2 separate regions of the Canis lupus genome follow, and region 2 is linked to region 1. A link is a contact called in public Hi-C data. All regions are on one chromosome and are shown on one strand. The core of a region is the stretch at or near the end of the contact, and the rest is flanking DNA. Distances in the headings are between cores, read along the strand shown.

The links. Hi-C and Micro-C count contacts between places; a contact is called where the count stands out from the background.
Region 2: a Hi-C map of amygdala shows a contact between it and region 1, with 2.8 times the contacts expected there. The contact joins the promoter of ZFYVE27 here to the enhancer-like site in region 1. A contact is called at or near these places in 5 of 9 Hi-C or Micro-C datasets (amygdala, blood, liver and 1 more).

Annotation. Positions count from the first base shown.
Region 1 is chr28:11,110,553-11,117,075 of UU_Cfam_GSD_1.0, reverse strand. It overlaps AVPI1 (arginine vasopressin-induced protein 1), which reads left to right. Exons shown (of 3, transcript XM_038578449.1): 2 at 5,748-6,044. The coding sequence starts at 5,758. Among named protein-coding and RNA genes, the nearest start is that of MARVELD1, 20 kb to the left of the region's middle. Within about 2 kb of position 4,140, at least 2 of the 20 cell types and tissues checked have an H3K27ac peak or open chromatin away from gene starts, as enhancers often do.
Region 2 is chr28:11,150,377-11,156,899 of UU_Cfam_GSD_1.0, reverse strand. ZFYVE27 (protrudin) reads right to left here and starts at 3,715. Exons shown (of 12, transcript XM_038578459.1): 1 at 3,534-3,715; 2 at 1,970-2,167. The coding sequence starts at 2,166.

The DNA of each region.
Region 1 (6,523 bases), core at 2,891-5,390:
GCGCTGCCTTTCGGCGCGGTGAGTAATCGCTCTAACTCCCTGCGGGCCGTGGAGTGCTGAGGGCGCCGAGGCAGGCTTGGGAGACTTGCCTTTCGATCCCTGCGCCTTCCGAAGCCCGCAGAAGCAGATAGCAGGCTCCGAGAGGTTTCTGAGCCTCCGGGTCGTTCCTTCCCCTGAAGACCTCGACAACCATCTGGCAGGAACAAAAATAGCAGTGGTTGAGAGGCTGGGCGCTGAGATCATACTACCTGGGTATATCCCAGCCTCACCACCCACCTCCTGTTTGACTTTGGGCAAGTCACTTAACCTTTCTGAGCTCAGTTTTCTCATCTGTAAAATGGGTATAACCTTTTTAGTTATAGTGCTTCCTCATAGGGGTGAGTTAAAAAGATCACCTATTTGAAAGTGATGTTCTGTGTCTGACATGGAGCAAGCTGCCTCACTGGCAGCTGTGATTTAAAGGTCTACAGATGGATCCATTCCCCTTTGCCATCTTTTCCCAAGTGAAGGCCCCTTTTGAGGGAGTTTCATGAAAATGACAATGATTCTATACTGCCTGGCTGTTAAATTGCCTTTCCCTTACATCACTCATTCATGATGCAATGTACTGGAATGGATGCTTTCACCAGTACAGCAATGTACTGGAATAAGGGAATAACCCTTATTCCTTTAAGGGTTATTTATTCTCACTCATTTGATGATGGGCAAAATGAGGCAGGGGAAACAGGCTTGTCAATGTCACCCAGTTTTCAGTGGCACGGCCAGAATTCAGGGTTCTTGAACTCTTGAAGAGGGTTATTTCTACACTTAGTTTATTTTCCAGTCGTGTCTGAGAATTGGTCTAGGAGTAGGGCCCTTTTGTCCACTTCCACATTAGATCTGCAGACTGACATGTATGCAGTTCTCTCAGTTTCTTCTCGGGGTAGGGTAGGCCTTAAGGGCCTGGGAGCTCACACGGCCTTGTTGACTCCGCCTCCCAGTGGAGGAACCACAGATTTTGGCTGCTGTCCAGCGACAGGGGAGGCAGGCCAGGGCCACAAGTGTTGATCTGGGCCTTGGGCCAGAGCCTCCAGTTCTTTTTCCAAAGGCCCTTTGCCTCCGATTACAGATTATTACCATCACCAGGGTTATCTGAAGGAGGTGAGCTGAGTGTGGAAGCAGTTGCTGGCAGCTCGTGCAAGTGTGTTCTGCCTCTGGTAGTTGGTTACCTGTGCCTCTCTGAGACCATGGTCAGAATAGCTAGCTGTCTAAACTGAGCTTCATAGACTACAAAGGGTGCTCAATTGTGCGCTATATTTATGTATTACAAATTCATTGCATGGTGAGTCACTTTTTAAATATATTTCTTTGTTAGAGCTCTATAATTCATTTATTGCCTATTTCAAAACAAGTTGAACTTTGTCCTTTTCCACATTTGGTATTTACTTTGGGGGTTCATTTTTAAGCTACTTTGTGTCATGCTGAAGTATTTTGCAATGAGTTTTTACTCATTTGTTCACAGACCCATGTTTATATTCTTTCACGTCAGCTCTGGGATGAAAGATCCACTTGTAATCTTTTAATATCTCTATGGTGTCATTTTCCATTTCAAAAAAGTACCATTGTTCAAGTATACACTGACTTCCCATGAATTCAGGTCCTGTCCAAGAAATTAGGGGGGAAATAACACATTGAATAAGATGAGATATTTCTTCTGGGGAGCCTGGCTGGCTTAGTTGGTAGAGTGAGCCACTCTTGATCTCAGGTTGTAAATTCAAGCTCTACATTGGGTGTAGAGATTACTTAAAAATAAAATCTTAGGGCAGCCCAGGTGGCTCAGCGGTTTAGCACTGCTTTCAGCCTGGGGCGTGATCCTGGAGACCCAGGATCAAGTCCCACGTCGGGCTCCCTGCTTCTCCCTCTGCCTGTGTCTCTGCCTCTCTCTCTCTGTCTCTCTCATGAATAAATAAAATCTTTAGAAATAAACATAATAAAATCTTTTAAAAAGTTTATTCTGATAATAAAAGTGTTTTTTTTTTTTTTAATAAAAGTGTTCTAATTCATTTTCCCAAAGTTTAATCCTATGTGAAATCTCATATTGATTTTTATTCTCTTACTGCTGGCTGACTCCCAGGGGCAGGCAGAGCCAAGAGTGAAGATCCTCAAAATCTAGAGGTGCCAAGGCACCCCACCCCAAAATGCATGGAGGGTATGTTTGAAGCTGGAGGCTTAGACTCACCCAGATGGTTTGTTGGTGTGTTTGTAACTTGCTGTAACTGGGATGCTGGAGGCTGGAGGTGGGGCCTTGTAGGGCTTCATAGCACACACTGGTGGCTGTGAATATCTGGGAAGTTGGGCTCCAAGTCATCCCTGAGGCAGCTGCTGCTACTTAATCCTGTTGCCATTCTCTCTGAAGGGAGGGTAAGATTGCCTGAATCTGAGAGAAGCCCAACATGGCCTCTTCTCCCGCCACCCAGACCAGCCTAGGAGGCTGCCCCAGGCTTGGCCACAGCCAGCGTAGGTCACTGGAGTGCTTTAGAGCAGTGAGTTCTCTGTCTTCTCCCAGTCCCTAACCCCAAGTCCCACAGCAGCAAAAACAGTGTCTTATCTCTAGGGAAGGTTGAGGAGAGCAGAAAAGGAGGAACTACTGGTTGGGGAATTTCCTGGCACCTAATTAGCCAGACCTGTCCATACACGTTGCATTAAGGCCTCATCAGACGAGCAAATCCAGTCACTGCTTCTGTACAGACCTAGCCTCGTCATAGAACCATTGACTACACACGCCCTGAGACCAAAAGCACGAAGCTGTTCCTTCTTCCTGGTGTATGAGGGAAACAGAGGCCCACAGAGGTGATGTGAAGTACTGGAGGCTCCTCAGCCAGCGAGTGGCACAAGGGCTCAGAGTCCTCTGACTCAGGAGCTGGTACTGTGTGCACTGGGCTGGGCTGAGCTGTGGTTCCAGATTTGTTTTGTGGGAGCTGGGAATCTAACTCTGAGTGCTGCGGGTTCAAGGCTACAACAGCAGATCACAGTCAACAGCTCTGACACTCAAGAAAAGGTAAACTCTACAACCCCGCCCCTACCTTGTGTGTGGGCTCGTCATTGTTCCCTTTCCAAGTGGCAGGTTTCCCCTTTTATGAATTAGGTGAGAACAGAGCCCTCTCCCCCACAGAAATGATGGGCTTCAGTTTGCTCGGTGCTGCTTGGCTGTGAAGGCAGCCGAGGTATTCAAACACAGCTGCAGCCCCTTACACCAGGTCCTGGCCTTGGCTGAGCCTCTGGCATTGAATCTGTGTCTTGGCTTTCTTTGCTCCTCTCTGAGCTGGGAGGAAGGTAACAGTGTTTGATTCCTAGAACTATTTGGAGGATGAAATATCATGCATATTGTCCTATCACCAGTAAATGACCCAGAGTTAGTTTTTTAACATCAGCCTGAAAGTGTTACCTGGTGACTATTGTTTTTTGGTCACTTTTTATCATCCAATTCAGGGGATTTGATTACCACACATACCAGGTTTTTAACTGGATTTCAAAATAGTGCTTAAGGAGATGTAGATTGAAAAATTCCCATTTCCAGATAAAAAACACAATTTTTGTGGAGTTAATTTATCTGAGTCTTGTGCAGTTTTTTTTTTTTTTTTAAGATTTTATTTATTTATGAGAGACACAGAGAGAAGCAGAGACATAGGCAGAGGGAGAAGCAGGCTCCCTATAGGGAGCCCTACGTGGGACTCCATTGGAGTCTCCAGGATCATGCCCTGGGCTGAAGGCGGTGCTAAACCACTGAGCCACCCGGGATGCCCTCTTGTGGAGGTTTTAGTTATTAAACCTTTTGAAGAAAGTGGGGTTCTTATGATAGGAGGCCTAGGCACTGGGACAGGGTGAGTTTGGAAATTACTGGAATAAGGAGGTTGGTTATTGAGGGAGGGCCAGTTACATTTGAGGAGTCTGATCAGAGTTGGAGAGAGGTCTCAAAGTCTCAGGAAAACAAAGGCAGGTGAGTGTTAAGGGCCGTGAAGCTGGGAATGCTTTATGTGATGTCCATTCTGTTTGAGTTTGTTACAAGGAGCATAGACATTTTGTATTGAAATGTATTTTAATTTTTACTCCCTTTTTAAGCTGGTTTCTGGTTGACCGATATCTCTGTAGCTCACCGTGGATGAGAGGAGGTCTGGTGTAGCAGCCAGGCCTTCCCCACTAGGCCTGGGGCTGAAGGGTGAAAGGAGCACAGGCAAATCCTCAGCTGGTTTAGGCCAGAACAGAGGAAAAGAGATCCTGTCATACCCCTGATCCAATTACAAAAGTCAAGGAAGCCAAAAGGGACAGGGTGTGGGGGTGAGAACAGAGGGTGTGGTGGCATTTGCATTTATTTGGCTCTTATCTGGTACCTGATACCACACTGGACTCAGTCCTTTTTTTTTTTTTTTTTTTGGATTCACGCAGTCCTTACAGCAATCCTGACAAGTGGTTATGAGCCCTACTTTACAGCTAAGCAGAGGCTCAGAGATGTTGAGTAACTTGCCTAGGGTTACAGTTAAGAAGGTGGCAGGAATGTGATTCAAGCCCAGTTCTGTGTAATGCCAAGGTCTTTGGTCTGCTTTCCAATCTCATAGCTTTTTCAGGCTGTACTGGAGACAAGGATGGGGGGAGTGAGCCTCAAATGTCTTTGTTACTCAAACTGAACTCTCTAGAACTGAGGAAGATCATTTAATTCTCATTTCCTATGGAGGGAGGGCATTGACATGAGCCTTCCTTTTATTGAACTCTTCTAGATCCCAACCTCTGCCCGTGGTTGTATATTCTAACCCTGTAGCCACCTCTTTGCCCCTATGTTCCTCTCCATGGCCTTTTGGTCTGCAGTTAGATCTGATTAGTCTGTTTCATACTGTGCTTACTGAACCATATGGACTTGGTGTGTCTCTAGGGTCTTGAAAATAGGTAGGATGACCATTCTGTTTTCCAGCTGGAAAAGCAGAATAGAACGTTGGGCACCGTTCTTTTTTTTGGGGGGGGGGGGGGCACCGTTCCTAACACTGTCCTAAGTCCCCACTGTGGCCCTGTGAAGTAGGAATTGGTGCAGCTCACACATTCACACAGGAAGCAAGTGAGCCATTCAGGGATGGAGGTGGCCAGAAGTGGGATTCCAACCTACATATTCCAACCCCAAAACCCTTCTCACCTCTGTGCTACAGAGCCTTAGAGAGACCTGGCTTCCATTCTAAAGTTTCATTAGTGAAATGAGGATACAGTATCTACCCATAGGGTTGCTGTTATCACGTTTCAATGAGGTGGTTGTGTGATTACAACTCTCAGAGCCATGCCCAATACATTTAAAGGCTCAACACAGTTCCGTGGCTGCTGTCAGAACTGTCCTCAGGACGTAGGTATCCCGGGTCGGCCTGGGCTTTACAGCCACAGACCTGGGTTCTGCTCCCAGCTCTCTGCTTATGCAAGGCTTTGTGACTGCAAAGGGTCATTTCAACCAAGTTACACTTCTTCATTTGTATGGTGGGAATAAACCATTCTTACTTCATGGGTTGCTGTGACTCTTCAGTGAGATAGTACATGTATTGTACACATAAGCACTTCATAACAAAGTTTGTCGTTATTCACATTATATCCCCCAGGTGCCCTGAAAATTAGAGTGACTAAGACTTAGTGCACGTTGACTCCTGGAGAATAGAAACACCAGAAGCCCTTGCATCCGTCAGGCTGCAGGTTTGGGAATGGCCTACTGACTGAAGTGTCTCCATGCTTTCCTTCCCCAGAGCATCCAGGATGGGCACCCCAGCCTCTGTGGTGAGTGAGCCGCCCCTTTGGCAAGCTCCAGCCGAAGCCCGGGGCCGCAAGCAGGCCTCGGCCAACATCTTCCAGGACGCTGAGCTGTTGCAGATCCAGGGCCTGTTTCAGCGCAGTGGGGACCAGCTGGCTGAGGAGCGAGCACAGATCATCTGGGAGTGTGCAGGAGACCACCGTGTGGCAGAAGCCTTGAGGAGGCTGCGTAGGAAGAGGCCCCCCCGGCTGAAACCACTGGCCCACTCACTGCACCACTGCAGCCGGCTCAGGTGGGTTCCTGGAACTGGAAGGCTGAGGGAAGGTGAGCACCAATGATGCCCCTTCCACCATGCTCCTGCCACCTGGCAGGGTGACCTGGAACCACTGACTTGGCCTCACTGTAAAGCACCTGCTGTGGGGGTTTTGAGGTCTACACAGTGCCTGTGACTGCAGTTACTACTAGAGTCATGTTGACCCTGTGAACTTCCATGGGAAGGAAGGCCTGGGCCCTATTGGTATCACTTAATTTTGCAGTGAGTCTCAGCCAGGGGAGGGATTTTTGTTTGGGAGAAAAAAATTGCTTCCCTGTTGCAGAATAGGTAACAATCACAATCTTACCTGTGGGATTATGGAGAACATAGTGTAGGAAGGTTTCGTAGAGGCAATGAGGTTTCAAAATTGAGGATCTTTAAACTTTCACTAGTCATCCCCCTTTGCCTAGGTCACGGACAGCCTGGGAACCGCAAACCCCACAAGGCCAAGCCAAACC
Region 2 (6,523 bases), core at 2,466-4,965, 40 kb before region 1:
GGGAATTCCTAGGACAAAGGCTTTAATGAGTCCCACCACATCCTCAGATTTCTAGTTTCATAAAATGGAAAAACCCTAACACATGAGTGCCAAGAAGCACTGAAAGACCAGCGGTGGAAAAGGAGAAGGGCAATAGGATATATTTAATTTTTGTGCTTTGCCACAAAAAGAATAAAACACACATAGGCACGCATACACGCCTGTATATGTGCAAGACAGAAAATCCCAAGACCCATTCCCTCCACTACGGAAGACAAAAATTCATTTCAGCTGGATCGTCATGGTGGGATCATAAAACAAACCCCTCGTACCCTCTCCCCTATCCCTTGTGCCAAGGGTTCAGTGATCTAATGGTAGAGAACACTGCTCTGGAATACAAACTAGCTCATCGCTAGGACTAATGTCAGAAATTAAAGGGGTTCTGGGGTGAACAAGAAAAACCTAAGGCCTTGTTCAGAGTGTTAAAAATAAATCTCCCACTTTCCAAACTGAGTTAAGAATGAATATTCAATAGCATTCTTAGAGGTTAACCCAACTCCACTCATCTTGCCTCCTACCACTCTCAGAGGATTAGAGAGCTTTAAAAGAACCTGATGAAAACCAGAAGCTTCTCCCTTAGAAATACACATGCGTGCACTTACAAAGTGTTACATGTAGTTTCAGGAGGTTCAGTGATCTCTAAAGCCCCCCTCACAGTCTCTGGGCTATGAATGTCTGCTCTGTAGGACAACCAAGTTTTATGTGACTCCCAATATTAGGAACATATGACCTTTGTCATATGACCTTTGTGGGGGGGTTTCACTTGAATATGATCCAATCTTTAAATCTAAATTCCATTTTGCATCATGAGGAAGCAACCAGACAAATCTAACTAGGAAATCCTCCAGGACCATCAGCTCAGTCTCCAGCAAGTCAGTACCATAAAAAAGAAACCATTTTAGATTGAAAAAGACTTAGAGGACATAATAACCACATAAGAATGTGGTCCTGGTTTGGACTCTGATTTGGCCAAAACAGAGCATTCTTGGGACAACTGAGGAAATCTGAATGTGAACTGGGTATAAGATGACATAAAGGAATTACTGTTAACTTTGTTAGACGTGATGTTGCTTTTTCTCATTAAAAAGGATGCCTTTGTTATTTAGAAATAAACTGCAGTATTTAGGGAGTGGAATGGCATATATCTGTAATTAAAAGTCTTTAAGAGGGATCCCTGGGTGGCGCAGTGGTTTAGCGCCTGCCTTTGGCCCAGGGCGCGATCCTGGAGACCCGGGATCGAATCCCACGTCGGGCTCCCGGTGCATGGAGCCTGCTTCTCCCTCTGCCTGTGTCTCTGCCTCTCTCTCTCTCTCTCTCTCTCTGACTATCATAAATAAATAAAAATTAAAAAAATAAATAAATAAATAAAAGTCTTTAAGATAAATACAGTGAGCAGAAAAGGGAAAAAAGAAACTAGAGATTTCTTTTATAAATTATTTGATTTCATCAAAGCAAATCAAGAACAAAACAAAAATAAGAAAACTCAAAGCAAAATAAGAACAAAAAATTTTGAGCTCCATAATCCTAAAAGATTGGTGAAAAGGGTACCTCCTTATTCACAGGTATTTTTATTTAACTGATGTTCAAAATTACATCCTAATTTTAACATTAATTATGCTAATATTGAGAGAAAAGAGGAAAAAAATCTCCTTCAAGATTTAGAAAGCCCAATGTTCAGAGCTAGTTAGCAGTCCTAAGGAATGAGTTTACTAAAGCCCAGAAAATAAACTGCAGAAAGACCACATGGTTCCTAGGGCCTGCCTCTCCTGGGGCAGGCCCAGAATAAGCCCAGGGAACCAACAGACCTCCCAGAACCACTCCTCACTAGGGCAGAAGGGACAACCCAGCAACCACCTAAACGACCAGCACAACTATGGAGCAGGAAAGCAGAAGGCCAAGACAATCAGAGCAACTCTACAAAGTCTGTTACCTGAGCAAGTACCGAACACCGTCACCTGCATCCTTCAGGGGTTCCAGATAGATCTCCAGCCTCTTGTAGGATAGAACCAAGTTGAAAAGATCAAATGCCGGGGACTTGGTAGGGGCAGGTGGAGTTTCCAGGGGAGCCTCAGGGATCACGCTGGGGCTCACCTCTGGCCCACTCCCCTCACGCTCTGACGTCTGCATCCTGCAATCATAATAATTCCCGATATTTGCATTGCCCTTACAATCCCCAAAACACTTCTACTTACGTTATTTTACGTGATGCCTATGATAAACCTGAGAGGTAGGAAGGGTTACAGATGGAATACCCATTTCACAGAAAGGAAACACATTCAGCAGGGAATAGTGAATTGCCCAGATATAAAATCCTGCTCTTCGGGGCCCCTAAGTGGCTCACTGGTGAGAGTCTGCCTTTGGCTCAGGTTGTGATCCCGAGGGTCCTGGGATGGAGCCTGCTTCTCCCTCTCCCTAGGTCCCTGCCTCTCTCTATCTCTCACGGATAAAAATAAAATAAAAATCTTTTAAAAAATAAAATAAAATCCTTCTCATATGACTCTTCATCTAATGTTCTTTTCCCCACAGATCCATCAAGAGTAAAAACCATAAAGACCAAGCACACATGGTTGCTGCGAAGAGGCAGCATGATGTCTAAAAAGAAATGATGACCTGGTATATTTTTCACCCACTCTTCACCTGGTTAACTCCTACTCATCCTTCAGGTATGGGCTGAAACACTGCTCCCTTGATCTGAGAGATCTGTTTTGCCAAGGCCCCCAGTCTGGAATGGGAGACCATCTCTAATAATCCCAATGGATCAGGTACTTGCCCTAAAACATTTATCACACCAAACTAAAACTCCCTGCTTTCTTGCCGGTCTGCGCTTCTTGACAGGTCAAAAACCACGTCTTCCATTTACCATGCTTGTGCACTCAGTGGACGGTTAATGAATGCTCACTAATGAGCGAACGCACTGTCCATCCTCTAGGGCTCCCAAGCTTTCTCCTGGCCGCCACATCTGCGGCTTCTTTCTCCTTTCTACTCTCAACCACTTCCCGGATCATTCCTGCTCATTATCTCCCTTTTTCCTTCAACCCCACGGGGCAGTCACTTCCTTCCATAAAGCCCGTCTCCGAGGAGGGGCACCCTCACCCTCTTCCCTAATAAAAAGTCCTACTCCAAACTCTGAAAAAGAAAAGGAGGGGGCGGCACGCGGGAACCTTGGCGCACAGCACACGAGCCAGTTCCTCGCAATGGACGGCGGCCTGCCGGGGGCTGGGGGTGGGGATGTGACCAAGTGGCCACTGGGAGCCCGCAATACCCGCAGGCGGAGCTCGGACTAAAGGACCCCGAGAGGGCGCGGGGCTGGGCAGCGCCGGCAGAGGCCCAGACCGTCCCCTCCGCAGCCCACCGAGCCCGCCCGGGGCCCGCAGCCCGCACGGAAGGCCACGCCCCAAGCGGCTGGGCCAGCAGGTGGTGACCCCCGCGGCGTCCAGGCGCCCAAGTCCGCACGGCTGGCGGAGGCCTGGAGATAAGGACGGGTAGCGCCTCACCTGCCCGGTCGCTGGGGGGGCGGGGGAGGGGCGGGGACGGCCACGGAGCACTGAAGGGCCACCAGGCCCGCGAGCGTTGCCTCAGGCCCGCCCCACCCCGAGGACGCGCCGCTTCCAGGGGCCTCTCTGGAGCCGCAAATCCAAGAGCCTCCGCCGCCGCCAACGCTTCCGGGACGCGAATTGCTCTGCGGCGGCGTGCTCATGACGTCACCACGCCGCCCCGCCTCCCGCGCCCGCGTTTAGCCCCGCCCACCCCGGCACAGGTGAGCGCCTCCGGCCGCACTGCGCCTGTGCGTCTCCTCGCTCGGCCCCGCCCGGATTCGGTGGGTCCCGGGGGGCCGCGGTTCGCGGAGTCGCCGCGCAGCCCCGGGAGCACGAGCTTTACGACTGTTCGTCTCGCCGCCTTGGTCCAAATCCAACCGGTTGGTCCAAGCGGGAGTCAGATGTCTGTAGCCCTTCTGTGCCCCAGCGGGAAGTTCTCCCCCCTCCAAACAGCTGCAGGGCAGACAGAGCCGCATCCCCACGCGCACCACTAAGCAGCAGCCCGAAATCCTCCTCCTTCTCAGGGGAATGGACCTGGCTCCGTGGCTGGGCCAGGCTTGTCTGCCGCGTTCTGCCTCTCCTCCTTTGGATGAGTCTAGAAGTATAGAAAGATGGTTTTTTATTTCTTTAATATCCTAACCACCTGAAATTTCACAAGTAGTTGTAAATCAATAACTTACTCCAAAGATGAATTTTAGTTTCTTTGCAATTCCTCACTGGGTGGGCCAGTGGCTGTCCGGTAGTATAATTGGTGCTCTCTTCCAGCAGATCTGCGTTGAGAGATATTATTCAAGAACTAGACATTTTTTTGGGGGGGGGGGTGCGATAGAGGGAGATACAAGGAGGGGATACGAGGATACAAGAAGGCTCTAAAGACCAGAAAGGAACAGCCACGACCAATATCAATGAACGATGGCTTCTCCTGATAATTAGACACTGGTCAGCTAGACTCTGCTTTTGGGGGGTCTAACTTTGAATTTTGTATAATGAAGTTTGCTCAGTTCTTTCTTTCCCTTCTCCAGCATTTTGTCTTCATACTTTGCCTCAAGTCCTAGTGCCACTGCTAAGTGAAAGAGACTGAAAGAGAATATAAAATAGCAGTGGGGTGCTTGGGTGGCTCAGCAGTTGAGCATCGCCTTCTGCTCAGAGGACGGTCCCAGGGCCCCAGGATGGAGTCCCACATTGGGATCCCTTCAGGGAGCCTGCTTCTCCCTCTGCCTATGTCTCTGCCTCTCTCTCTCTCTGTGTGTCACTCATGAATAAATAAGTAAAAATCTTAAAAAAAAAAGAAAAAAGGAAACAAAATAGTAAAAGTGGATAACTAATAACTTGACGTTTTGCAGTGGTTAGTCTGCATCTCTAAGCGAAGGTGTGTATGGCCCACATGATTGGACCTTGGAGAAATACTAGTGGGGAATGCTGAGTAGAAGAAGCTGGAAAATAGGAGTGGGAAGAGAAAAGAATGTCAGTGTGGCAAGTATACCGTTGAAGAGGTTGATAAGCAAACCATGTGCAAGGGCAGGTGGTGCTAGGATGTGGGAACTCTGTATTTCTTGGCAATTTTTTTTTTGTAAACCTAAAACTCTAATACTTTATTGAAAAAACAAAATGGGCCTGGAGGAGATCACCTACAGGGGGAGTGCAGGCAAAAAGGAGGTCCTCAGGAACCAAAGACCAAGGTGTTCTGGAGACTATTTGTATATACCATTCTTCCCGTTTCCCTATTTCTTCTATTCCTTCTTATCATACTCCTTTTAACTGAGACTGACCTTATTTCCACTGTTGCTCCCTCTAGAGCACCATGGTCCAGGTGGACTTCACGGACAATGGAAAGAAATGGTCTATTATCTGGGCTGTCTGATAGAGTACCAGTAGGCACATGTGGCTACAGAGCAATTACAAGGCATCTATCGCAACTAGGAAATAAGTGTTTAATTTTATTTTATGGAAACTTAAGATTTTATTTTGAGACAGAGAAAGAGAGAAAGTGATAGAGAACGAGCTGGAGGGGCTGAGGGAGAGGGAGAACCCAAGCTGACTCCCTGCTGAGTGCCAAGCCTGAGGTGGGGCTTGATTCCTTGACCCCAAGATCATGACCTGAGCCGAAACCAAGAGTCAGCTGTCCAACCAGTCAAACCACTCATGTGCCCCTTTATGGGATTTGTAAATGTAAATAGCTAAATACAGCTACTGGTTATGACTAGGACAACAAAACTCTAGAGTCCAGTATCTCTTTATTTGATCCTTTTTTCTGCCCTTTTACAAGCCACGATATTTCTGATGCTCCACTCTCGATTATCTTGGCTCCAGAACATCTTTAAACAATGTCTGCAGCCAGACTTCCCTCAGTCATGGCCCCTATCTTTCTACACCTACACAGTAGGACTATAAAAGGATAGAAGTCTCCCAGTTGAAATGACCGCCCTCACTAATCTGCCTGAAATTCAGGCCTCAAAGGACAGAGTGTTAGGATTTTATGAAAAACTCATAAGTGTGAATTTTCTAAACAAGAGAGAGGGAAAAAAGATTCCTGGTCTTAATTATAAAAAGAGCTATTTAAAATTCACAAATTGGGGCGCCTGGGTGGCTCAATGGTTGAGCATGTGCCTTTGGCTCAGGTTGTGATCCTAGAGTCCCCGGATTGAGTCCCACATCAGGATCCCAGCAAGGAGTCTGCTTCTCCCTCCGCCTATGTCATTGCCTCTCTCTCTGTGTGTCACTCATGAATAAAAAGCTTAAAAAAAAAAAAAAAGAAAAAGAAAGAAAGAAAATAGTAAAAAAGGATAACTAATCACTTGACGTTTTCCAGAGGTTAGTCTTTGCACCTCTAAGCGAAGGTGTGTATGGCCCACATGATTGGACCTTGGAGAAATACTAGTGGGAAATGCTGGATAGAAGAGCTGGAAAATAGGAGTGGGAAGAGAAAAGAATGTCTAAGCACACCTACC